Regions from separate parts of the Zea mays genome. Here regions 2, 3, 4 and 5 are each linked to region 1. A link is a contact called in public Hi-C data. All regions are on one chromosome and are shown on one strand. Each heading gives the region's core, a stretch centred on a gene start, on an enhancer-like site or on the middle of the called end of the contact. The rest is flanking DNA. Distances are from core to core; before and after follow the strand shown. Region 1 holds the start of LOC100274801. Region 2 holds the start of LOC103626648 (polyubiquitin). Region 3 holds the start of LOC103626660 (biotin--protein ligase 2). Region 4 holds the start of LOC100272533 (pyridine nucleotide-disulfide oxidoreductase domain-containing protein 2). Region 5 holds the start of LOC100217012 (putative protein of unknown function (DUF640) domain family protein).

Region 1 (4,701 bases), core at 1,100-3,599:
TTGGTGGCCAAAAGCTGTCAGAAGCCGAAACAAACAGGGCCGAAAATTCGTCACACTACGTCGGTACATGTCAAATTTGTCATGTACACACAAACTATCAGGTGACAAATTTAGTTGAAATTTATAGATTTTATTATCCACAAGATCTAATGTAGTATGTATATAAGTTGTTGGCACTCATTATGCTGCTTCGTGTGATCACCTTCTTTGGACATTGGTTTTGGGGCTATGATATAGACAAGTCAAGTGGTCAGTGGCAATCGACAATTGCCTACCCAGATGATAAGATGAATCATAAATGGGTGAGGTCCAGATATCAGCATCTGCAAGCGAATTATGATTGACGTTACATGTATCGATTGATCATTCAATGAATATTTTATCTTATATATTCAATGAATATTTTATCTTATATTCTTTGTCTCTTTTATATATTGGTTGGCATACTATAATAGAGTTATGAATCATGTATTACCAACCAATTTATTAAACCTTTGATTAATCCTGCTGCATAAAATTTAGAGTATATATATTTAGATATATAAAATTTAGACTATATATTATAATTTTCTTGTAGATGTCTCAGACTTGGGAGGTGCCATGGCCACTGCTGGCCCCCTTGCTCCGCCCATGAGGAAAATGTACCACGTACTACGTACAGGTCTACATCGCCGCCGTCGTCTGCTACAAAACACCAAACCAGGCACAGCACCGCGAGGCACGTGCACGTCTCATCGCATCCCAAAACATGCCCGTCGTCGTCCGTCGTACACGTACCGTACTACAGCACGGCCACGGGACCCGCATCCACACCCTCCATCGGCGGCGTACAGGCGGCCGGACCGACAACCGACGGCCACCGACGACCGCGACTCCATTTTTTCAAGACCACCCACGGTGGCGCGGCAAAATGCAAAAGGGCATAACCGTAAAAGCCTCCCTCACTCACTAGTCACTTCACTTTACTTCCGGGCCTGTCCGAGTTACCTCCGGCCGCAACGTGGCGGCCCGTCCGTAGGGCGGAGCTGGACAGCTGGCCGTCAGCGCGGGGGGGAGTCGTGCAGGGCAGCCGTCCGATGCGTCCGACGGAACCGGATCCGCCCTGCCCGAAAGGGGTAACGCTACGCCCAGCGACTTCTCTTTTTGGGGCGCAAGAGTGCAGTGCAGACTGCAGAGCCTGAGCCGTACTGGTGGCGTGGGGGCAGAGCTGGTGGTGCTAGTGGCGCGTCACGTGAGAGGTGGGCTCCCAACTGACTGCGCTTTGCCCGGCCCCCATCGAGTCTTGTCTTCTCTTCTTAAATTAACGAGCGACTTTGCATTGCAGCAACTTCAAGCTCAAGACCTCCCCCGAATGATGGCCTAGCGTCTCGCCGTGACGGGCGGGCGGGCGGTCAGCCACTCGGTCACACCACGGCGCCGGCGCGCGGCGGAGGACCGCCGCCCCGTCACGTCGGCGCTGTACTTGCCGGTGTGGGGGTGCCACTGCCGCGGGGACTCGTCCGTCCGTCGGTCCCGGGCAAACGACGGCATTCAGTCACGGATCACACCTCGCATCGCGGTGTGGCTCGTGTCGGCACTGTTATGGGTCGGCATGCGTCGTGGCGATCGGAGCCCAACCCGCTGCTGGCTGCTGGCTGCTGCCTGTTGCGGGCCAACCAACCGTCCCAGAGAGGTGACGGCCGACGAGACTTGTTGGAGCGGGACGCCTGTCTGCCCACCAGTGAGCGCCCACGCCGCATCCGCATGGACGGGACGGGAACGGGAGAACAAAAAATCTCCGGTCATGCCCATTGCTTGCCCAGCCAGTTATTACAGCGAAATGTTCCCGTTATCCGCAGCGTGCGGATTCAAAAGCGGATTCGGGCACGAAAGGTGTCGCGGGAGGTGCGCGCATACGGCGGCTTGTGTGCGGTGATAGTCCTCAGCATTGGGGGCACTGCTGGTCTGGTCACTGCACACTGATCCTGCTTTGTCGTGGCACGCGTAAAGCTGGCAAACGTTACAACTGCAGTCTCATCGTGAACCGGCGGCAATTGTTAACAAGCACAGGGCAGCATTTGGCCGCAGGGCTAGTGGTGTAGAGAGAATAATACTAGTAGTACTGTATAGGGAGGTTGCCTGCGAGACGCGCGCCACGCCAAAAATCTACTACTACTGTAGAGGAGGTTGAGTACCATTGCCCACCACCTACCCCTCTGTCAAAAATATTAACCACGGATTACCACCCCACTCCCTCAACCGCGAGACGGCCACGTGGCCGTCTGCCACTGGCTGGCTGGGTAGACCGGGCCCGCGCGTCAGCAAATTTACCATGCCCGGCTATATAAACGCGCTGCCCTTTACCGGGCTATACCGCACGCACCTGTCCCTGTCGCCTCCTTACGTTTCATCGCCTCGCGAACCCACCCACCCAAACAGCCAAGTACAGTGCGCTGTCTGCAATAAGCATCCGCCCTTGGATGCGCCTCGCCGCAGCCGGCCATGGCCTCCGCCGTCGCTAGCAACGTGCACGCGGGACCCGCCGCCGCGGCCATGTCGTTCGGCTGGCTCGGCCCGGGCCTGCCGTTCGGCGCCCGGGACGCCGCTGCGGAGGCGGAGGAGCCCGCCGCGGCGGCCAAGGCGGAGCCGGCGGCGATCTGCAAGGACTTAATCGACTTCGAGTTCAGCCTCGGCGGGTCCGCCACCATGCTCCCCGCGGACGAGCTCTTCGCGGACGGGAAGCTGCTCCCGCTCCGCCCGCAGGCTACCGCAGGGAAGGCGGAGGCCGAGCGGGAGCGGGAGAGAGTGCTGCGGCGGGACACCGCGCTTGTGGCGGAGGCCACGCCGGGCCCTGTCCGGGCGCTGCACCCCGCCGCGGCCGAGGCGGCGCTGGACCCGTACGTGTTCTCTCCCAAGGCGCCCACGTGCTCCAGCCGCTGGCGGGAGCTGCTCCGGCTGAGGAAGGTCCAGACGCCGCACAAGCCGACCCCGTCCCCGTCGCCGTCCGCGTCCGCGTCGCCCGCGGTGACCCCGTCGAGGGCGTCCAGCTCCTCGGCGGCCAGGTCGCTGAAGCTGCTCCTCCTCCAGCGGAACGGCGGCCGCGCGTCGGACCTCCCCGCCGCGCCGCTCCTGCGCGACAGCTCCGACTCCGAGACGTCGCTGTCCCTCGCGTCCTCCCGCTTCTCGCTCTCGTCGTCGTCGTCCTCGTCCGGCCACGACCACGACGACTTCCCGCGCCACTCCCTCGACTCCGTCGACCTCACCCCACGCCCCCGCATCCGCCTCGTCCGCTCCCACCACCACCAGCCGCCGCAGCCGCAGCCGCAGCCACACCCGCCCGCCGCCGCCTCCGCTCCAGTGCGCGCAGCCCACAGCCCCGCCCGCCGCCGCCAGTCTCAGTCTCCGTCGCCCCCGCCGCCGCCGAGCGTGGTCTCCGTGGACTCCCCCCGCATGAACGCGTCAGGCAAGATCGTGTTCCAGGGCCTGGAGCGCAGCTCCAGCTCCCCCGCCGGCAGCGCGCACTCGTCCATGCGGTCCCGGTCGCGGTCCCGCGTCATGGACCGGTCCTACTCGGCCGGCGTCCGCGCCACGCCCGTCGTGCTCAACGTCCCGGTGTGCTCGCGCCCGGTGTTCGGGTTCTTCAAGGAGAAGAAAGAGGCCGCGGCCAGGGACGCCGCCTCGGCGCGGGCGCGGTCGGCGCTGGGCCGGAAGACGGCTGCGCGCACCGCCCCGCCAGCCGGCGTAGCGAGCGCCAGAGATCTTGGCAGTGGTAACTGACATCCGTCATTTTGGTGGACCAAGCGGTCTAGTATCATTAGCACTAGAAGTAGACGGCATTTGGAGTTCTTCAGTCCGAAAAAAAAGAAAATAGATCGAAAAAACAGTTTGGGAGGTATCCTGCGTTTGGAGTTTGGGACACGATTGGGTGGGAGGATAGTTTGGTGAGCTGATTTTCGCTTCGTGAGGCCAGAGAGTTTTTTTGCGATCAACAAACCCGTCCGCTTTGGTCCTGTAAATTCTGTCCGCCGCGTGGTTTTTTTTTTGCTCCGTATTAATCCACTGTACTGGCACATTTGTTGATCTCATGCTCTCAGTCGTTCAGATCCCGACTCCCGAGTGAGAAGAAAAGGTGCTGTAAAAGCTTTGGGTGCATGCTTCGCCTGTTCTTTTATCATGGCAGATTGATGCTCTGCGATTACCTGTTCTTCCGTGGCTTGCGAACTGAAAAGCGAAATAAAGAGGAAGTTGATGGTGTTAATCATGGCGTCATGTGTCGCTGTTACTCAGGCAGCCATGCGGCCATGCCATGCCATGCTCGGTGCACGCACTTGGGCAGCGGTAACTTTTTGTTCGGTTCCGGTTTCACTTTCTACTGTATACGACGAGTACCTCGCCCGCATGCGCCCGCCCGACCGTCGCTCCCTGCGCTCCCTGCTGCTGTGAATTGATGGAGATGCCCGTCCGAACAGGGGAGCCGGAGCCGCCTGGAGCGCCTCCATGTGTGGTGCTGATCGGGAACTGTGCGCCATGTGCAGCTATCCATGGCGGCCCGCGTAGAAAAACTGCCGGGAAAGCAGTAAAAAAACTTTCCGGCTCCCTTGCCCTGGCCTCTGGCGGCAACCGGCCGCCGTGGCTCCCCCGGCGGCCGATGGTGATCCGTACGCCGTGCCGCGTCCTGCGCCCATGCATGTGGGTCTGTTTGGGTGTCTGAACTTAACCGTA
Region 2 (4,701 bases), core at 1,286-3,785, 490 kb before region 1:
TTCACATTGTCGATGGTGTCCGAGCTCTCAACCTCCAGGGTTATGGTTTTTCCAGTCAGGGTCTTTACAAAGATCTGCATACCACCTCTGAGGCGGAGAACAAGGTGAAGGGTGCTCTCCTTCTGGATGTTGTAGTCCGCGAGAGTGCGGCCATCCTCCAGCTGCTTGCCCGCAAAGATCAGACGCTGCTGGTCTGGGGGAATGCCCTCCTTGTCCTGGATCTTGGCCTTCACATTGTCAATGGTGTCAGAGCTCTCCACCTCCAAGGTGATGGTCTTGCCAGTCAATGTCTTCACAAAAATCTGCATGCCACCCCTGAGGCGGAGCACCAGGTGGAGAGTGCTCTCCTTCTGGATGTTGTAATCCGCCAGGGTGCGGCCATCCTCCAGCTGCTTGCCGGCGAAGATGAGGCGCTGCTGGTCGGGTGGGATGCCCTCCTTGTCCTGGATCTTGGCCTTGACATTGTCAATGGTATCCGAAGACTCCACCTCAAGGGTGATTGTCTTGCCAGTGAGTGTCTTCACAAAGATCTGCATACCACCCCTGAGACGGAGCACCAGGTGGAGGGTGCTCTCCTTCTGGATGTTGTAATCCGCAAGGGTGCGGCCATCCTCCAGCTGCTTGCCAGCGAAGATCAAACGCTGCTGGTCCGGTGGGATGCCCTCCTTGTCCTGGATCTTGGCCTTGACATTGTCGATGGTGTCTGAAGACTCCACCTCGAGGGTGATAGTCTTGCCGGTCAGGGTCTTCACGAAGATCTGCATGCCTCCCCTGAGGCGCAGCACCAAGTGGAGGGTGCTCTCCTTCTGGATGTTGTAGTCGGCAAGCGTGCGCCCGTCCTCAAGCTGCTTTCCAGCAAAGATGAGCCGCTGCTGGTCTGGGGGAATGCCCTCCTTGTCCTGGATCTTGGCCTTGACGTTGTCGATGGTGTCTGAAGACTCCACCTCGAGGGTGATAGTCTTGCCGGTCAGGGTCTTCACGAAGATCTGCATGCCTCCCCTGAGGCGCAGCACCAAGTGGAGGGTGCTCTCCTTCTGGATGTTGTAGTCGGCAAGCGTGCGCCCGTCCTCAAGCTGCTTCCCAGCAAAGATGAGCCGCTGCTGGTCTGGAGGGATGCCCTCCTTGTCCTGGATCTTGGCCTTGACGTTGTCAATGGTGTCAGAGGACTCCACCTCGAGGGTGATAGTCTTGCCGGTCAGGGTTTTCACAAAGATCTGCATGCCTCCCCTGAGACGGAGCACAAGGTGGAGGGTGCTCTCCTTCTGGATGTTGTAGTCAGCAAGCGTGCGCCCGTCCTCAAGCTGTTTGCCAGCAAAGATGAGCCGCTGCTGGTCTGGGGGGATGCCCTCCTTGTCCTGGATCTTGGCCTTAACGTTGTCAATGGTGTCAGACGACTCCACCTCGAGGGTGATAGTCTTGCCAGTCAGGGTTTTCACAAAGATCTGCATCTGCAGAAGTAACACCAAACAACAGGGTGAGCATCGACAAAAGAAACAGTACCAAGCAAATAAATAGCGTATGAAGGCAGGGCTAAAAAAATCCACATATAGCTGCTGCATATGCCATCATCCAAGTATATCAAGATCAAAATAATTATAAAACATACTTGTTTATTATAATAGATAGGTACTCAAGGTTAGAGCATATGAATAGATGCTGCATATGCCATCATGTATATGCATCAGTAAAACCCACATCAACATGTATACCTATCCTAGATCGATATTTCCATCCATCTTAAACTCGTAACTATGAAGATGTATGACACACACATACAGTTCCAAAATTAATAAATACACCAGGTAGTTTGAAACAGTATTCTACTCCGATCTAGAACGAATGAACGACCGCCCAACCACACCACATCATCACAACCAAGCGAACAAAAAGCATCTCTGTATATGCATCAGTAAAACCCGCATCAACATGTATACCTATCCTAGATCGATATTTCCATCCATCATCTTCAATTCGTAACTATGAATATGTATGGCACACACATACAGATCCAAAATTAATAAATCCACCAGGTAGTTTGAAACAGAATTCTACTCCGATCTAGAACGACCGCCCAACCAGACCACATCATCACAACCAAGACAAAAAAAAGCATGAAAAGATGACCCGACAAACAAGTGCACGGCATATATTGAAATAAAGGAAAAGGGCAAACCAAACCCTATGCAACGAAACAAAAAAAATCATGAAATCGATCCCGTCTGCGGAACGGCTAGAGCCATCCCAGGATTCCCCAAAGAGAAACACTGGCAAGTTAGCAATCAGAACGTGTCTGACGTACAGGTCGCATCCGTGTACGAACGCTAGCAGCACGGATCTAACACAAACACGGATCTAACACAAACATGAACAGAAGTAGAACTACCGGGCCCTAACCATGGACCGGAACGCCGATCTAGAGAAGGTAGAGAGGGGGGGGGGGGGGAGGACGAGCGGCGTACCTTGAAGCGGAGGTGCCGACGGGTGGATTTGGGGGAGATCTGGTTGTGTGTGTGTGCGCTCCGAACAACACGAGGTTGGGGAAAGAGGGTGTGGAGGGGGTGTCTATTTATTACGGCGGGCGAGGAAGGGAAAGCGAAGGAGCGGTGGGAAAGGAATCCCCCGTAGCTGCCGGTGCCGTGAGAGGAGGAGGAGGCCGCCTGCCGTGCCGGCTCACGTCTGCCGCTCCGCCACGCAATTTCTGGATGCCGACAGCGGAGCAAGTCCAACGGTGGAGCGGAACTCTCGAGAGGGGTCCAGAGGCAGCGACAGAGATGCCGTGCCGTCTGCTTCGCTTGGCCCGACGCGACGCTGCTGGTTCGCTGGTTGGTGTCCGTTAGACTCGTCGACGGCGTTTAACAGGCTGGCATTATCTACTCGAAACAAGAAAAATGTTTCCTTAGTTTTTTTAATTTCTTAAAGGGTATTTGTTTAATTTTTAGTCACTTTATTTTATTCTATTTTATATCTAAATTATTAAATAAAAAAACTAAAATAGAGTTTTAGTTTTCTTAATTTAGAGGCTAAAATAGAATAAAATAGATGTACTAAAAAAATTAGTCTATAAAAACCATTAACCCTAAACCCTAAATGGATGTACTAATAAAATGGATGAAGTATTATATAGGTGAAGCTATTTGCAAAAAAAAAGGAGAACACATGCACACTAAAAAGATAAAACTGTAGAGTCCTGTTGTCAAAATACTCAATTGTCCTTTAGACCATGTCTAACTGTTCATTTATATGATTCTCTAAAACACTGATATTATTGTAGTACTATAGATTATATTATTCGTAGAGTAAAGTTTAAATATATGTATAAAGATAGATAAACTGCACTTCAAACAAGTGTGACAAAAAAAATATGTGGTAATTTTTTATAACTTAGACATGCAATGCTCATTATCTCTAGAGAGGGGCACGACCGGGTCACGCTGCACTGCAGTCTACCTTGCCATGCCGCCGGATTCAGCTAAATTGTGCCAAACGTAAAGAGGGCGGCTGGTCAAAGCTGGTTTTCTAAATAAATAAATAAATAACGTTGGCAAAGCAAACTTTGACACAACGGCTACGATTTAATGGAATCCTGTGAAGCTGTTGCATCCACATCGAAGGCTGAATTTATTAGTGTCCTCCATCGATAATGCGAGTCTGCTAGCAGATTGGTCGGGGACAGGGACAGGCGGCTGCAAATGCATTTCTTTTGAAGGCTAGCTGCAATACTAATAGTTGGTGCATTAGGTGGCCGGAAGGCCGGGACCGTTGAACTAGAACAAAAGCTGGCCACTGATGGTACCACCATCACCGGCTAGCTGATCACAAAAAGAAGTCACAAAAGGGTTCCCCGCTCACCTTTCCTTCTGAATTCTGATGATGAACAAGTGGTACAGGCGTAGTATTATTGTTAAGTGTTAACTGTTAACTATGAATTCTGGAGCTCAACTAACTAAAAAACCTTTATCATTGAGTACTATGGTATACCATCCTCTCTAAAACCATTGTTTTAATGTTCTTGCAAAACCAGAGTTGTGGCATGCGTCTATTCACCATGTTATATGTGTTGGGAACTTGTCCTTAAATGCTATGAATTAAGAACAAGGCAACACAGAAATTGTTAAACGTTAAAGTCTTTCGTCCTTTGAAACATTATCTCCCTCGGGATATAATGAGTCTTGGACAAAGGTTATGAAGGGCATACCTTCATCAATACCACAAATAATGAAAAAGGATTCATGCAAAGTATGAATAACATAAATCCTCAAATATTATCGTTAACTCATTTCTATTTTATTATTATGGAAAAATAGAAATGATAACAAATTACAAATGTACCTTCGGCTTGAAAAAAGCCAAAAGTACAAGCGTGACGCAAAAGCAAATGTCCAGTCCGTGTGAACAGTACGGGAGCACTGTTCATCTATTTATAGGCACGAGACGCAGCCCATGTAAAATTACACCTATGCCCTTTACATTTGCTAATAACTCTATAGTAACCCATCGGGGTCTAAATAGTCTTTTCCCCTTTAAGTCGGTTTCCTTTTCTGTTATCACGCCGAAGCTCTTTTGCGCATAGCTTCGGCTCTGCACCATCCCTCGTATTCTTTGTGCTTCTTCATAGTGTGGTTATGACCTAAGTCTGAAGGTACCTGTTCATGTATCATACTCCAGAAACATTGTTAAATCATGTTTTTGAGGATCTTCGGA
Region 3 (4,701 bases), core at 1,647-4,146, 460 kb after region 1:
GTTGATGTTTTCACAGACTCCATAATAGCATCTAGCACACTAGCCATTCTCCTCTTCCTTGGAGTTGCTGCGGGGATGCTTGATGGCTTCGGTAGTTCCGTTGCGCATGGTGGACTCAGTGCCTTTAACTGATTTATCGTTTTCTCTAGTTTCGGCTCTTTAGTAACATTTGTCCCAGCTTCGACTGGCATAGAGCGACTTGGCTCTGTGATAGGAGCGGTCCCCTCACTTAGCTTCGGCACGTCGGCCGTTTCAATGCGCCTCGGTCGGCGCATCAAAACTTTAACCTTTTTCGACCTCGACACACTAGAAGTTGCCGAGGTAGCAGCTTTTCTCTTCTTCCCCTTCTTTCGCGTGGGATAGCAGTAATCTGGGTACAAAAACCCGATAACTCAAACACCCTATTCAATCTCTTTTTGCCTCGAGCACCGAAGGCAGTTGTCATAGCCTCATCTTCGGTCTTCGAGTATGCTCCAAGCAGCTCATCGCTAGTTGCCTCTATAGCATCTAGCCAGTCATCATTTGGCTCATCAAACTGGCTTCTGTATCGAAAAGTATACTTCAGATAGACCAAACCATTTTGGCTGGAGCCAGCGGCAGTCTCCTTCGGCATCTCCCATCCACTTGGAAGTGGCCACACTCTGTAAGCAATATGCTCTTGGACCAAGTCTCGTGTGCCGATGTAAGTACACACTGTATTGAAAGCTGCCTGGCACGTTTGCACATCATTTCCAAGTGCAATGACCGGCCTCCTAATGCCGAAGCGAGACCATATAGGGCGCTGAATAACCCCTGTTATATCTTCCCTTTGACTTAGGTCAACCTTCACATAAAACCATTCTTGCATCCAAGAACCTGGCCACTTTTTCCGAAATGTTGGCACATGATAATTGGCCTCAGCGCGGGGTACAAAGCTATAGCAGCCAAAATTGTTGTGGTATTGCTCTTTCTCGATCGCCTTCGTCTGATATGATAACTCGTGGATATTGCAGAAACACCTGGCATCTGGCTCCAACCCTTGGCTTCTCATGGCCCATATAAAAACCCCTACCTTGATAATAGCTTCGGGAGTAAGTTGATGAAGATAAATTTCAAAAGTTTTTAGAACTTCGACCAACATTTTGTCCAGGGGGAACCGAAGTCCGGCTTTCATGAAGCTTCTGAAAATTACCACTTCGTCAGCTTCGGGAAGAGGAACATTATTCTCTCCTCCGACCCTCACAATTGAAATGTCACGAAAGTATCTGCCTCTCATTGCTTCGATCTGCCCTTGTTTAATAGTCGACTTTCCTAAAACAACATGGCTCGGTCTCCATGGCCGATCTTCGGCATCTTCATTTCCACTTTCCACGTCGAAACTCTCACTATCGCTGTAGTTTTCAGATATTCCAACCAACATCTCATTGGTGATTTTCTCCATGTTGGTTTTTCCATAGCTTCATAAAATAGCACAATGCAAGCAGCTAAAATAGCACGAAAAATACTCACGACACGGGCTTCTATTTATATACTCAGAGCCCCACAGATTGGTGGGTCCCGCAAGTCAGTGTGATTCGTTATTCTAGCGAAGGGAAGGTGTTTTTTCGGACCTTCGCCTAAAGGCCTTCGTTCATGTCACAGTCTAAATTTGTTACAAAGAAACAAATCAATACTACGAGGGGCTACTGTTGGGGGCCTTCTTCCTCCGAAGGTCCTCAAAAACGTGACTAACCATAAGTTTCTAGTATGACATGGGTTATTACAGAGGAAGGCTTCGGCTTCGGGATGAAGGTTTTCTCTCGTGACAGGGTGGAAATACAACCCGAAGGTGCTGAAAATGGATAGTGGAGCTATAGCCGAAGAGCTTTGGCTTGACGTGATGACGAAGACCAAGCATGATGAAGACCAAAAAGGGACAAATACTATTCAATCCTTAATGATTTGCATTACGTTTATAGATGAATGTCAAGGGCATAAATGTACTTTTGACCGGGCTGCGTCCCGTGCCTATAAATAGATGAACAGTAGCACCGTACTGTTCACGCTGGATTGTAATCACTCTCTCGCATCCACGCTTTCGAGTAAGTCGAAGGTATCAATGTAATACTAATCTTGTTAATATTCATACGTGCTTTATGGAATACAAATATGAATAAATTAATAAGAAGCAGTTACTGTCTTCATCCTTATGCATTCTCATTCACATGATTAATGATGAAGATATTCCCTTTTTGACCTTCGTCTGGTAAGCATTATGCCCTTTGGAAATAATACTTCGAAAGACGAAGGTCTGTAATAATTAACAATTGTGTTGCCTTGTTCTTGATCCACAACATTTGAGAACAAGTGACCAACAATCGCCAATCCCCCGCAGTGGCCGAACCAGTGCAAGTGCAAGCAATTAGTAGTTGTCTATATTACAACAAACAAGGTATACAATTTCCTTACTGAAACTACAATTACAATGAAACTCTCATGAATGTGCTTTTTAGTACATAAATCATGTTGTATTTTGGTTGTAGACAATGGACATGTCATATTTTGTGTTTTAACGTCTTGAATGGTATTTTAATTTCATATATGTGGCAAAATTATTTGTACAAAAGTAGTTGTTTGACTAAAAGATGGAACAAAGGGCAAGAATGTCAAAGCACCTCCTCCTCCTTGTCAAACACCTCATCCTTGTTAGCTCGAACACTATATGGAGCATGCTCCACTTAGAGTTATGGAGTGGAGCAGAAATCTGTGAAGTTGAAGCTATGCAAACATGGTCAACTACTCAATGGATATTGACATGATTCATTCGCATCCTTATGCCCGGGCCTTTTTCTAGTTACTTTTAAAAAACGTACTTTCTCTGTCACAAAAGAATATACGTGCTTGCACATAAATACTCCAAAGTTTGCTAATCCAGCCCGCTTCCATCACGACTTTGAACTAACGGACCCGGTCTAGCTCAATATCTGCAGCAGTGAAGCCCACTCGCCCAGCCCACAAGTACCAAGCACGTGCACGACTCGGAGGAAACAAAGCACACGCACACCAAACTACCAAACCAACAGAGCAACATCAATGCGCCTTCCGCCGCCATCAACCACCGCGGCCGCAGCCGCTGCCACCGTCGGGGCCGTACTCGCCGCAGTCGCCCTCCGCCGCTACCTGTCCGCTTCTCGCCACCGCGAACCCGCCCGCGTGCCCATGTCCGCGGCCGCCGGAGCCACCACGCTTGTGGTGTACGGCAAATCGGCGCAGGAGCAGGAGCTGCTGGCCTCCGCGGCCGGTTCCGTCGTCCTCGGTGAGGGCGATCCGTCCGGTGATGTCGCCATCGCGCTCGCCTACGAGAGCGCGGGCTTCGACGCCGCCGCGTACATGAGCGCGCTCCGGGCGCGCCGGTTCGGGAGGTGGATGCTCTGGACGCCCAGGATTGGTTCCACGCAGGATCTCATCACGCGGTGAGTGCCATGTCTGGTTTCGCGCCGGGGAGGGATTTGGGTTTTCGTTTTATCTTATTTTTACTTTGTTTGACTTGGCGTCAGCTCGTGTTCGCAGGAACTTTGCAAAGCTACCGGTGGGCGTTGTGTGCGTTGCCGACGTGCAGTTCAAAGGGAGAGGTGCGCGTGATTAGGGGCTGGCTTGTTGCTCTTAGTGTTTTAGTCCTGATGAATTTGCAACTTTGATTACAAAGCTCTCGAATTTTATTTCAGGCGAGATTGATGCTCTCTTATACTTATGATCTCATTGATAAAACTGATGAAACTATCTGCTGAATGCTGTGTAACCTTTAAGATTAAGTGCTTGAAAAATGCAGTCTGACTGAACACAAGTAGAATCTTACTGTAGTGTGACAACTCTTTATCAAAATAACTGTTTTAATTGATTCTACTTTTTTGTGGCAACACATTCTTAACCAGTTGGCTAAACCAGATCATACATAGCATTCCCTTTTTTCTTTCATCTTTCTAATCACATAATTTTAGTATGCACTAGGTGCTATTAAGAGATAACAAATTTAATCTTTGCTCACGTATCATGCAGGCCGTTCAAAGAATGTGTGGGAATCGCCACCAGGCTGTCTCATGTTCTCTTTCACATCACAGATGCAGGATGCACGGAAGTTGCCCCTTATGCAATATGTTGTCTGCCTTTCGATAACTGAAGCTATCAAGGAGCTGTGCCGTGCCAAGGTTAGGTTATAGTTCAGTGTTGTCATGTTTGCTGCTTATTGATTGCATTTTGAGTCCCCTGTTTCCTTTATGCTAACTACCTCAGTTGCCATTTCATTCTGCCTTTGTGATAAAACTCAGGGACTACCAGAACTTGATGTGAGAATAAAATGGCCTAATGATCTCTATCTGAAAGGATTAAAAGTTGGTGGCATTCTATGTACCTCATCTTATGAACCCAAAGTGTACAATATTTGTACTGGTAAAATGCATTTCCAATGTTGCCCATTCTAAGCATTTGATCTCTTTTTTTTTTTCTTTTGACAAGGATGGGATTCCTTTGATCTTAATCAGGTGTTGGTTTGAATGTTGACAATGAGAAGCCTACCACATGCTTGAATGCTGCACTTCAAGAGGCAAATCATACATCACCCATATTGAAACGAGAAGACATATTGGCATACTTCTTCAATAAATTTGAAAACCTTTTCGAGATCTTCATGAACCATGGTACTCGGATTCCATTTCCCCCCATTTTTGCAGTACATAACCACATGCT
Region 4 (4,701 bases), core at 621-3,120, 400 kb before region 1:
AACGGGCGAAAGAACTAATAATAAACCTAACATACTAACAAGCAGATTTGACAGCATAGTATGATGCCATTTCCTATAACACTAGTCCTTGAAAACTTGCTTGCCCATCCAGTGGATATTCACACCAGTTGATGAAACATTTAGAATCAAAGTCTCTACTGAAAATTTAACAAAAATAAGAGGCGTCTTAGAGAGTCAAAGCAAGAAGCATACGCCCAAACACCACGCTGACCACCAGTCTCCCCCATGACATGGTGTAGAAGAACATATCCAGAACCTGGAGTGTGCACACCAGCCTATAAAAGGGATATCCAGCAGTTAAATGCCAACGTGCTAGGCAAAATATTTTGCTTATTCCATTCAAAGTGCCCTCACCATAGCTCCTATCACGGCGTCAGTTGCAAGAGTGGCCTTCAAAACCTCACTCTGCAGTAGACAGTAGTCAATGGGAGGCCCTTTTGTTCACAGATTAAATAAGATTAGGTGAAGGCTGCCAATTGAAATAAAGCAACCACAGAGATCAATGTGAACAGAAGCGTTTAAGATGGGACTAATGCTGACCTCAAACCAGGTGTTCAAGATTTTCGATGCCGGAGAAAGGAGTAGGTCAAAGAATTCCCTGCACAACAATTTGATTTTTAGAAAGGGTTGCATAAACGGTGCCTATCGAAACATGGCCAGTATTTGATACTCACACCATGTTCTTCTGCCCCTGCTGCATCACATGCCGAAGAAGGTGGCCCCAGAATGCTGACTTCTCAACCCTATGCTTCATCCTGTCAACCATCGAGAAGTGGGCCTCCTGCCTCAGCTCGGGTGGAGCTGAGTCTATGACAAAGTCCATGAGCTTGCAGAAGTTCTCCAGCTTCTCCTCGTATCTGCATTCACATACAGATCCTACCAAGACCATTGTAATAAAGAGCTAAAATGTACATAGATACCACAGGAATCAGGAACTTAAACGTTTATTTAATCTAAGATCATTCCAAGATAAACTGCACCTTGGGTATGCCACTGCATCCTTCCTAGAGAACTTGCTGATCTCTGAGTAGTTTAGCTCAGCATCGGGGCCAAGAAGCAGGTATCTGCCGTCAAGGCATGGCGTAAACGACGAAGGGCTCCGCGGCAGCAGCTTCAGCCCGTGCCTCTCCAGCTCCAGGTCGCTTATATTACAGAATATGTGCAAGCATGAAGCACCCACAACAACAGCAGCAGTGTCATCAGCACCAGATACAAATCAAAACAACGGTATGCAGTTCAGAGTTGTGTACAGAGGAGAATGACCGACATTGATCTGCGGCGCATGAATTTAACAGGAACCGAGGCTTGCTAATCGCAAAGGACGCATCCTTGGAGGAGTTTACTCACCGGAGGATGGCGGGGCGAAGGAGGCTGAGGAGGTAGCTGCAGCGGGAGAAGCGGAATCCGGGGACAAGGTCCGACTCCGAGACCGCCGCGCCACCCAGGACGCCCCGGCGCTCCAGCACGGCGACGGAGCGGCCAGCGCGGGCGAGGTAGGCGGCCGCGACGAGGCCGTTGTGGCCGCCGCCGATCACCACCGCATCCCATCGCTTGCCCCTGGGCAGCTGCTGCGACGCCCGGGACGGGTCCGACGCCGCTGCGTCCGTGGAGAAGCGGCGGCGACGGGCGGCGACGGCGAGCAGGATGCGCCTCGCCGCCGGTGACATGGTAGGTTCTGCTTAGGTTCTTCGCCTGCCAGTCCGTGCCCAGTGCGCAGTGGCCAGTGGGCGATGGGCGAATCTTTCTGCGCAGGATTCCGCGACCGCTGCAGAGAAGACGGACGACAAAAGTACGTTTCAGTACATAGATAAAATAAAAAGTCACGGGTCATAAATAACTACTTTAGCTACGCTCCCTAATGGCATTGGACATAGGGTCTGTTTGGATCAGCTTTTTTCTGACCAGCTTTTTCGAGAATCTAGCTATGAAGAGAATCTGATTGTGTAGAAAATTTGAATATCATTAGGATCACATGCGAAGAAGGATAAAGTTATCCATGGGGCTCAGGATCTATAAAGTGACGTATTACTACTATTGCGACGACTCAACCGATTATATGTTTATGTTGATTTTGAATGGTTTTTACCCAAACGAATTTTATAGAAGTTGTCTGAAAAGCTGAGTGTTTGGCAGTCCGCAGCAGCTTTTAATGGTCAGAAGCTGCGAAAAGCCGAAACAAACAGGGTCATAACCTTATTAAGTCCGACAGCATACCTAGGCCATCAGAAGTTTATGAGGTGGGCCCACTGTTGTCTGACTAGAGATGAAAACGGGACAGGAAATTCTCGTACCATCTCGTTTCGAATACTTTTTTTCGATCGTTTTCGAATTGTTCAGGAACCGATTAGAAACGGTACGAAAACGATTTAGCTAGTTTTTCGACCGTTTTGTATTTTTCGTTTCCGAGTCGTGCTAATAACGTTTTCTACCGTTTTATATAATATGAGATAGATCTAGCATATAATTTATTTAAGTTATAGAGTTTTGTTGTGTTCAAGTGAATGTATAAGCGAAAAGCAAATGTTATAATTACTCTTACTAATATGAATGATGAAAAAGAGTTGTTTGTGTATTTCTAAATCTTAAAAATTAGGCAATACATCACTTTATTATGTTTTTGATAAAACTACAAAATAATTATCTTTCCGATAATAGTTTATCGTTTTCGATCGTTTTCGAATAACCGACAATTCTGATCACGTATTTCGACCGTTGATTTTTGTTTCGTCCCAACAAAAAAAAATATGAAAACAAAAACAATTTAGTTGTTTTTCGATCGTTTTCGACCGTTTTTATCCCTATGTCTGACGGATTAATCGACGATGTCCTCAATCTATCTTCAGAAATAAGTTATTTTCAACGACAATCATAAAAAATAACTTTATTTTTGGCTATTTACAATCGACGGGCTACTGTTGTCGGAAATAAAACATAAATCATCGAGAATAGGTCATTTTTTGTGCTAGATGTCTTATTTTCGATGGCTTTAAGTTGTTAAAAATATTTTGTTTTACTGTGTTATCAAGCTGGACTTTGTAATTTCCGTACTATCCTTTAGGAAATTTGGTTCCGCGCAATATACACTAGTACAAAGAAGCTTTATATAGGTGGTTGTAAGTCCATTTGCACTGGTGTTTTTAGAACCGTAAGTGCTAGGGACCAATAGAAATAATTTTTTGTACAGGTGAGTAACTGCAACTGCTAGTGGAAATCGATTTTCACTTATGGTCGAAGTCGAGATAATAAAAACGCTAGTGAATTTTTTTCAGGAAACATAAAATGAGGTTTCAGAATAGTAAAAAAAATATTTTTCTCGATCGGTGGTGTTGGTGTTTCGACCCCGGGGGTCCTTGGACCAACGAGTAAATTGTCGCTGCGTGTCCCAGCCCAGATGGGTCGGCGCGAGACGGAACACAAGGGGGAAAACAGTAAGGGGAAACCACGGCCTCGTGTTGTCCTGCGCCCAGGGCGGATGCGCTTGCAGTAGGGGGTTACAAGCGTTCGCGAGGGAGAGAGAGAGAGAGCGCGAGCCTTGTGCGTCGGCCCGTTCTCCCGCGCGACTACCCTCTCGTACGAGGGCCCTGAACCTTCCTTTTATAGATGCAAGAAGAGGGTCCAGGTGTACAACGGGGAGCGTAGCAATGTGCTAACGTGTCTAGCAGAGGGAAGCCAGAGTCCTATGTACATGCCGTCATGGCTGTCGGAGAGGTTTTGGCGCCCTGTTCATGTGATGTCGTGGCCGTCGGAGGAGCGCTTGAGCCCTGTAGGAGCACAACTATCGGAGCTGTCGAGTCCTTGCTGACGTCTCCTTGCTTCCATAAGGGGCTGAGAACTGCCGTCGTCATGTGGCACGCGGGGTGCCATCATTACTTGTTTTACCGGGGCGAGCCAGATGGGACGCTGGTCTTGTTCCCCGTAGCCTGAGCTAGCTAGGGGTAGGGTAATGATGGGCCCCCCTGTGACGTGGTCGGTCCGAGCCCGAGGTCGGGCGAGGCGGTGACTCCTCCGAGGTCGAGGCTGAGTCTGAGCCCAGGGGTCGGGCGAGGCGGAGACCGTATTCCGGAGTCGAGGTTGAGTCTGAGTCCTGGGGTCGGGCAAGGCGGAGACCGTCTTCCGAGGTCGAGGCTGAGTCCGAGCCCAGGGGTCGGGCGAGGCGGAGTCCGTCTTCCGAGGTCGAGGCTGAGTCCGAGCCCTGGTGTCGGGGACCATAATTAGGGGTACCCTCAAGACGCCTAATTCTCAGCTGGTAACCCCCATCAGCATAAAGCTGCAAAGGCCTGATGGGTACGATTAAGTCAGGGATCAGTCCGCACGAGTGACTCGATCACGCTTCACCCGAGCCTAGCCTCGGCCAAGGGCAGCCGACCTCGAGAGACTTCCGTCTCGCCCGAGGCCCCCCTTTTTACGGCGGACACATCACCGGCTCGCCCGAGGCCTTGGCTTCGCTCAGAAGCAACCCTGACTAAATCGCCACACCGACTGACCGAGTTGCAGGAGCATTTAACGCAAAGGTGGCCTGACACCTTTATCCTGACACGCGCCCCCCCCCCCGGCAGAGCCGACGTGACCGCCGTCACTCCACCGCTCCACTGACCAGTCTGACAGAAGGACAGCGCCGCCTGCGCCACTCCGACTGCGGTGCCACTCGACAGAGTGAGTCTGACAGACAGTCAGGCCTTG
Region 5 (4,701 bases), core at 1,031-3,530, 340 kb after region 1:
AGAAAGAACCCTGATGGACACGAGATGGAGAAGATCAGACTCAGAAACAACAGACATATGGTTACCTGCGAAAGGCAATTGGCTGTTGGGATCGATGGGAGGAATGACAGCAGCGGATGAACTTGATGCTTTCCGCTTGGGCGCCATCTCAATCTCGCTGGCGAGCGGAACAGAAGCAGTATCGCACGAGCGCAAGGAAAGCTTGGATGCAGAAAAGCAAGAATTAGGGCACGGAAAGCGGAGGCGCGCAACAACGCAGTACATATGGGGTTTTTCCAGGCCAGATACCGTTTCCAAAAAGCGTCCAGTCATCACCCGGCGGTTATTTCTAAAAACGCCGGCGTGCCATGTCATCACTCGGTCGTTATTTCCAAAACGGAGTCATGGTAAGCGTCCAGTGCTCATTTCAGCTAGTTGGGCCGGTGTGTACTATATGGTCCTGTTCCTAACACGGAGTCATGGTAAGTATAGGTGAGTACGACTTACAGGATGCGATGCGACGACCCCTGCGCTTCGACACGCACGGGCACGGCGCGTCCTGTCGTCACGATCCGATGCCGCACAGTCGGGCTGCTCCTGTTTCGGTGGCTCCTGCCGCTGCGGCCTGCGCGTCGGCTGGCCGGCCGGCCATCGTCCCCTACTACTACTACGTTTTGTTCTTTTGCGAGCGGCGACTGCACGCAGCGCCATGATCGTCGCTGTGAGGTGAGGTGACATCTCGCCTTCGAGAAAGCAGGAGCCCCGTCACTTCCGCTCGCATTAACGCCGCGGTCGGGCCCTGCAGACAGGAGAGACCGGCCATGGCGAAAAGACGGAGCAGAATGCTGAGGTGACAACTGATGTGACGACCTTTTGTGTAATGGGGACCGACAGACTCGTCGTCGTCGTCGTAGCTGCCTCGCCGTCTCTGCTTCTCTCTCCTCTGTCTAGGCCCCACGAGGCTGATATCTGCGCCGCATGCGGGACCCCCGAGCCTTATCAGTGTCTCCATACCCCATGTTGCACTGCACCTTGTATCACCTGTCACCTCTCTCCCTCTCCCTCCTTTCTTCTCAGCTTGCTGGCCATGAGACCGCTCTCCTCAACCCACCATATTTATCTGCCTCCTCTCGCCACATGCTCTCCTCCTCTGCCGGCTCAGTCGTGGGACGAGTTCCGATCCCGACCCCTAGCTTCCGCTCCCGATCCGTCGTCTCATCCTCTCCTACTTGCTGGTACGCTCTCTCGCCATGCGCTGCGCCTCCACTGATCAAATCCGTCGACCGCCTTTGTGGTTCTTGCAATCTTGCATGCAAGTTTCTAAAAGCTTTCTGTGATCTCGCTCTTCTTGCTTCCTCCTCTTGCATATCGTACACTGGGTCTGCATGCATCCGTGTCACCACCATATTCTATGCCCAGCCCACGGCTTGCACTGTTTGCTAGTCTACTCCTGCGCATACCATCTACTGTTCCTTCAGTCGATCGATCGATCGTGCTTTATTCGTGCGGTACTCAACTTCAAAAGGCAGTCACGCACGCACACATAGATTACTGCTAGTCCGCTGACCAGCCATGTTGGTTTGGGTTTAATCCATACGACTTCTACTATTTTTGTTTTTACAGTGTTTTTATGTCTATAAATTGCAGCTGCATCAATTTAAACAGTCGGTTTTAATCTAAAACCAATAGATAAAGGACCCTGCTCCATAAATTGGGGCGGCGACACTCGTTTCAGGGCTTGGGGGATCGATTTCAATTCGCCATTTCCATCTGGAAACTAGGGAGGGTAATGGATCAAATTTTAATTTAAAAATGAATAAAAATATAACGTGATGTCTTGATATCATCCTTAAATTTTATATAATCTAAAACTTTTTAGAGTCTATTACCACTCGCTAGGTGCGTTCTACAGTTCTCCGGCTTTTTGATCTATCCAGCCAGCCACACCAAACAAGAGAGCAGCCCGAGCTCCTTGGAAAATGGCGAAGTGTGCTGTAGATGTGGAGGACACCCGTCCAAATAATAATAATAATAATGCACAACACGTTCAAAAATATTTTTTAAAATGTAACTAAATTTATAGAAAATAGTATTAAAATTTATGTTTTTAAATAAATTATGTTATAAAAATATATTTTGTCACCAAATTAGCGATAACTATTACAATTTATAATTATATCAGTATTGTTTTTTATTTATATATAATAAATCTAGAAAAATGTGACTTCTACATGTACACAGACGCTGCCTGCAGGAAGAGTGTTCTAGTGTCGCCTCTGTTCGTCGAGCACCAACCTTGCACTTCTGTAGCTCGGCTCACTAGTGATTGAGTCGATTAAAGTTTGCAGTTTTGCTTTGCTTCCTTCCGTTCTCCGCATTTTCCTTGTGCGTTTTTTCTTTAACTTCAATGTGCGTCAGTTCGTTCTTGCATGTCTGCTGTCTGCTACGGATCAGCTCTAGATCATCAAACTGTGCTAGTCAATTCCAGATAGAGAGAGTAGGAGTAGGTATATCGCTACAGAGTGCAGGCATACAGGTTGGTGTGGCAGCTAGCTGAGTCTAGCCTGAAACCCTAGCTAGTTCATCGAGGATTCTGAATTCCTGGTCCGTCCCAGCTCCGTCGCCCCGGCCGGCCAAGAATAGATGAAGCGACTGATCCGACCAGCTCTTTGCTCCTTGCATTATTCGTCCTTTTTATTATACGTATAGTATAACCATAGCCAAATCGTTTCACTATCCAACCAGGCATGCGTCGTGCAGATCTGGTCGAGCTCGTGTTCGCGCTTCGCGGAGATCGTCAGGTGACCGAGCGAGCCATGGAGGTAGCCGGCGTCGTCGCGTCCGCGGCCGACAGCCCTGGCGCCGCGGCGGCGCGGCCGAGCCGGTACGAGTCGCAGAAGCGGCGGGACTGGCACACGTTCGGGCAGTACCTGCGCAACCACCGGCCGCCGCTGGAGCTGGCCCGGTGCAGCGGCGCGCACGTGCTGGAGTTCCTGCGCTACCTGGACCAGTTCGGCAAGACCAAGGTGCACGCGGCGCGGTGCCCCTTCTTCGGCCACCCGTCCCCGCCGGCGCCCTGCCCGTGCCCGCTCAAGCAGGCGTGGGGCAGCCTGGACGCGCTCGTCGGCCGCCTGCGCGCCGCGTTCGAGGAGCACGGGGGCCGGCCCGAGGCCAACCCCTTCGGCGCGCGCGCCGTCAGGCTTTACCTCCGCGAGGTCCGCGACAGCCAGGCCAAGGCGCGCGGCATCGCCTACGAGAAGAAGCGCCGCAAGCGCCACCCGCCGGCGCACCGCCAGCCCAAGCAGCAGCAGCAGCAGGACGGCCAGCACCAGCACCCGTCGCACGCCGCGCCGGGCACGGTGGCCGAGCCGCCGGCGCCGCACTTCTTGATCCCGCACGCGCACTTCCTCCATGGCCATTTCCTGGCGCCGGCGACCGAGCCCATCGACCCGGCCGCGGGCGGAGGTGGCGGCACTGGGGATGATATTGCGCTGGCAATGGCAGCCGCCGCCGAGGCGCACGCGGCCGGGTTCTTGATGCCGCTGTCCGTGTTCAACTAGCTAGCTTGCTTGCTTGCACCAGTACTTCTTCCACCGTTCCATCGGCTTAATTAGCAGAAATGCAAGAGTGATTAGGCACGTAAGTAAACTTGCAGGTTCTGCTAATGGCGACCGATTTGGTCTCGGCGTGCGCGCGCGATCTAAGTATGAGATGACACTGGCTGTGTGCCCCATCATCAACCGCTGCTACTGCCTGTCTGCCTGCCAGCCTTTTGGTTGTACTAGTGATTTTGCATGGTCTTGTGTATGCAGTGATCCATAGAATGGCAGGATTAGATGGCTTGTTCATTCTCCCTGGCGACGTTCTTCTTGGGGATTTCATGTGGTGTAAGGCTATCTCCAGAAAACCGTATATATATGAACATGCAAAGTAATGCTTTGCATTGAAATAGAGAGTAAGATATGGCGCAAGTAGAGCACAAGCACAACACACAAACGATTTATCTAATGGTTCAGTTTGTGACTAAGGCTTGTACCACCACATTGTTGAGAAAGCCACCAAGGCTAGAGTTGTGGGAGATTACAAACGGCTTAAAGTAACTACAAGAGCATGGTGCTTCAATGAGATACAACTAGTTGGCTAGCAGCTCTTGCTCCAAGAGTAATAGATAGAAACCACTAGCCTGAGCACAATCCAAGTGCTCCACGAGGAGTTAGGCTGGCTCCAACAAGGCCCTCTAAAGGGTTCTCTACCCTAAATATAGAGGACCAAACGGTCCTCTACGCTCTCCAGCAACGTCCTCTAAACGGTCCTGTAAATTTAGAGGACGCTGCTGGATTCTCTATATATAGAGTTTCTCTAAACGATCCTCTATTCATTTGACTACTTTAAATAACCAGTTTAGCAAAATTAAAATATGTACAATATATTTGAGAGTATGATAAATACGTATGTACAAAAAATAAAATTAAAAAATGTTTTTAATATGGGTATTTGAGTATAGAGGACGTGATTTAGAGGACGTTGTTGGAGAGAAATGAGATATAGAGGATAAAATCTTTTAGAGAAGACTGTAAAGGACAGATATAGAGGATGAATATAGAGGACGTTGCTGGAGACAGCCTTATATCTCAGGATGAACAACTCTCTAATGAAGATTTGCATGCCAAGATTTCTCGGCTATGTCATACTTTGATAGAAGAGATATGTTCTCAAGTTTTT

Evidence for each region. Hi-C and Micro-C count contacts between places; a contact is called where the count stands out from the background.
Region 2: a contact with region 1 is called in a Hi-C map of ear, with 2.7 times the contacts expected there. The contact joins the promoter of LOC103626648 here to the promoter of LOC100274801 in region 1. A contact is called at or near these places in 2 of 25 Hi-C or Micro-C datasets (ear and tassel).
Region 3: a contact with region 1 is called in a Hi-C map of endosperm, with 2.1 times the contacts expected there. The contact joins the promoter of LOC103626660 here to the promoter of LOC100274801 in region 1. A contact is called at or near these places in 7 of 25 Hi-C or Micro-C datasets (bundle sheath, ear, endosperm and 3 more).
Region 4: a contact with region 1 is called in a Hi-C map of ear, with 2.6 times the contacts expected there. The contact joins the promoter of LOC100272533 here to the promoter of LOC100274801 in region 1. A contact is called at or near these places in 8 of 25 Hi-C or Micro-C datasets (bundle sheath, ear, endosperm and 3 more).
Region 5: a contact with region 1 is called in a Hi-C map of endosperm, with 6 times the contacts expected there. The contact joins the promoter of LOC100217012 here to the promoter of LOC100274801 in region 1. A contact is called at or near these places in 2 of 25 Hi-C or Micro-C datasets (endosperm and tassel).

Annotation. Positions count from the first base shown.
Region 1 is chr5:84,887,008-84,891,708 of Zm-B73-REFERENCE-NAM-5.0, forward strand. It overlaps LOC100274801, which reads left to right and starts at 2,350. Exons shown (of 1, transcript NM_001149077.1): 1 at 2,350-4,059. The coding sequence starts at 2,482. The coding sequence ends at 3,756.
Region 2 is chr5:84,401,117-84,405,817 of Zm-B73-REFERENCE-NAM-5.0, forward strand. LOC103626648 (polyubiquitin) reads right to left here and starts at 2,536. Exons shown (of 2, transcript NM_001365154.1): 1 at 2,460-2,536; 2 at 1-1,448. The coding sequence starts at 1,448.
Region 3 is chr5:85,343,170-85,347,870 of Zm-B73-REFERENCE-NAM-5.0, forward strand. It overlaps LOC103626660 (biotin--protein ligase 2), which reads left to right and starts at 2,897. Exons shown (of 9, transcript XM_008647054.3): 1 at 2,897-3,431; 2 at 3,529-3,590; 3 at 4,015-4,163; 4 at 4,284-4,404; 5 at 4,497-4,652. The coding sequence starts at 3,052.
Region 4 is chr5:84,483,562-84,488,262 of Zm-B73-REFERENCE-NAM-5.0, forward strand. LOC100272533 (pyridine nucleotide-disulfide oxidoreductase domain-containing protein 2) reads right to left here and starts at 1,871. Exons shown (of 16, transcript XM_020538433.2): 1 at 1,369-1,871; 2 at 1,002-1,163; 3 at 696-878; 4 at 562-619; 5 at 376-426; 6 at 214-296. The coding sequence starts at 1,688.
Region 5 is chr5:85,226,199-85,230,899 of Zm-B73-REFERENCE-NAM-5.0, forward strand. It overlaps LOC100217012 (putative protein of unknown function (DUF640) domain family protein), which reads left to right and starts at 2,281. Exons shown (of 1, transcript NM_001143388.1): 1 at 2,281-3,745. The coding sequence starts at 2,727. The coding sequence ends at 3,539.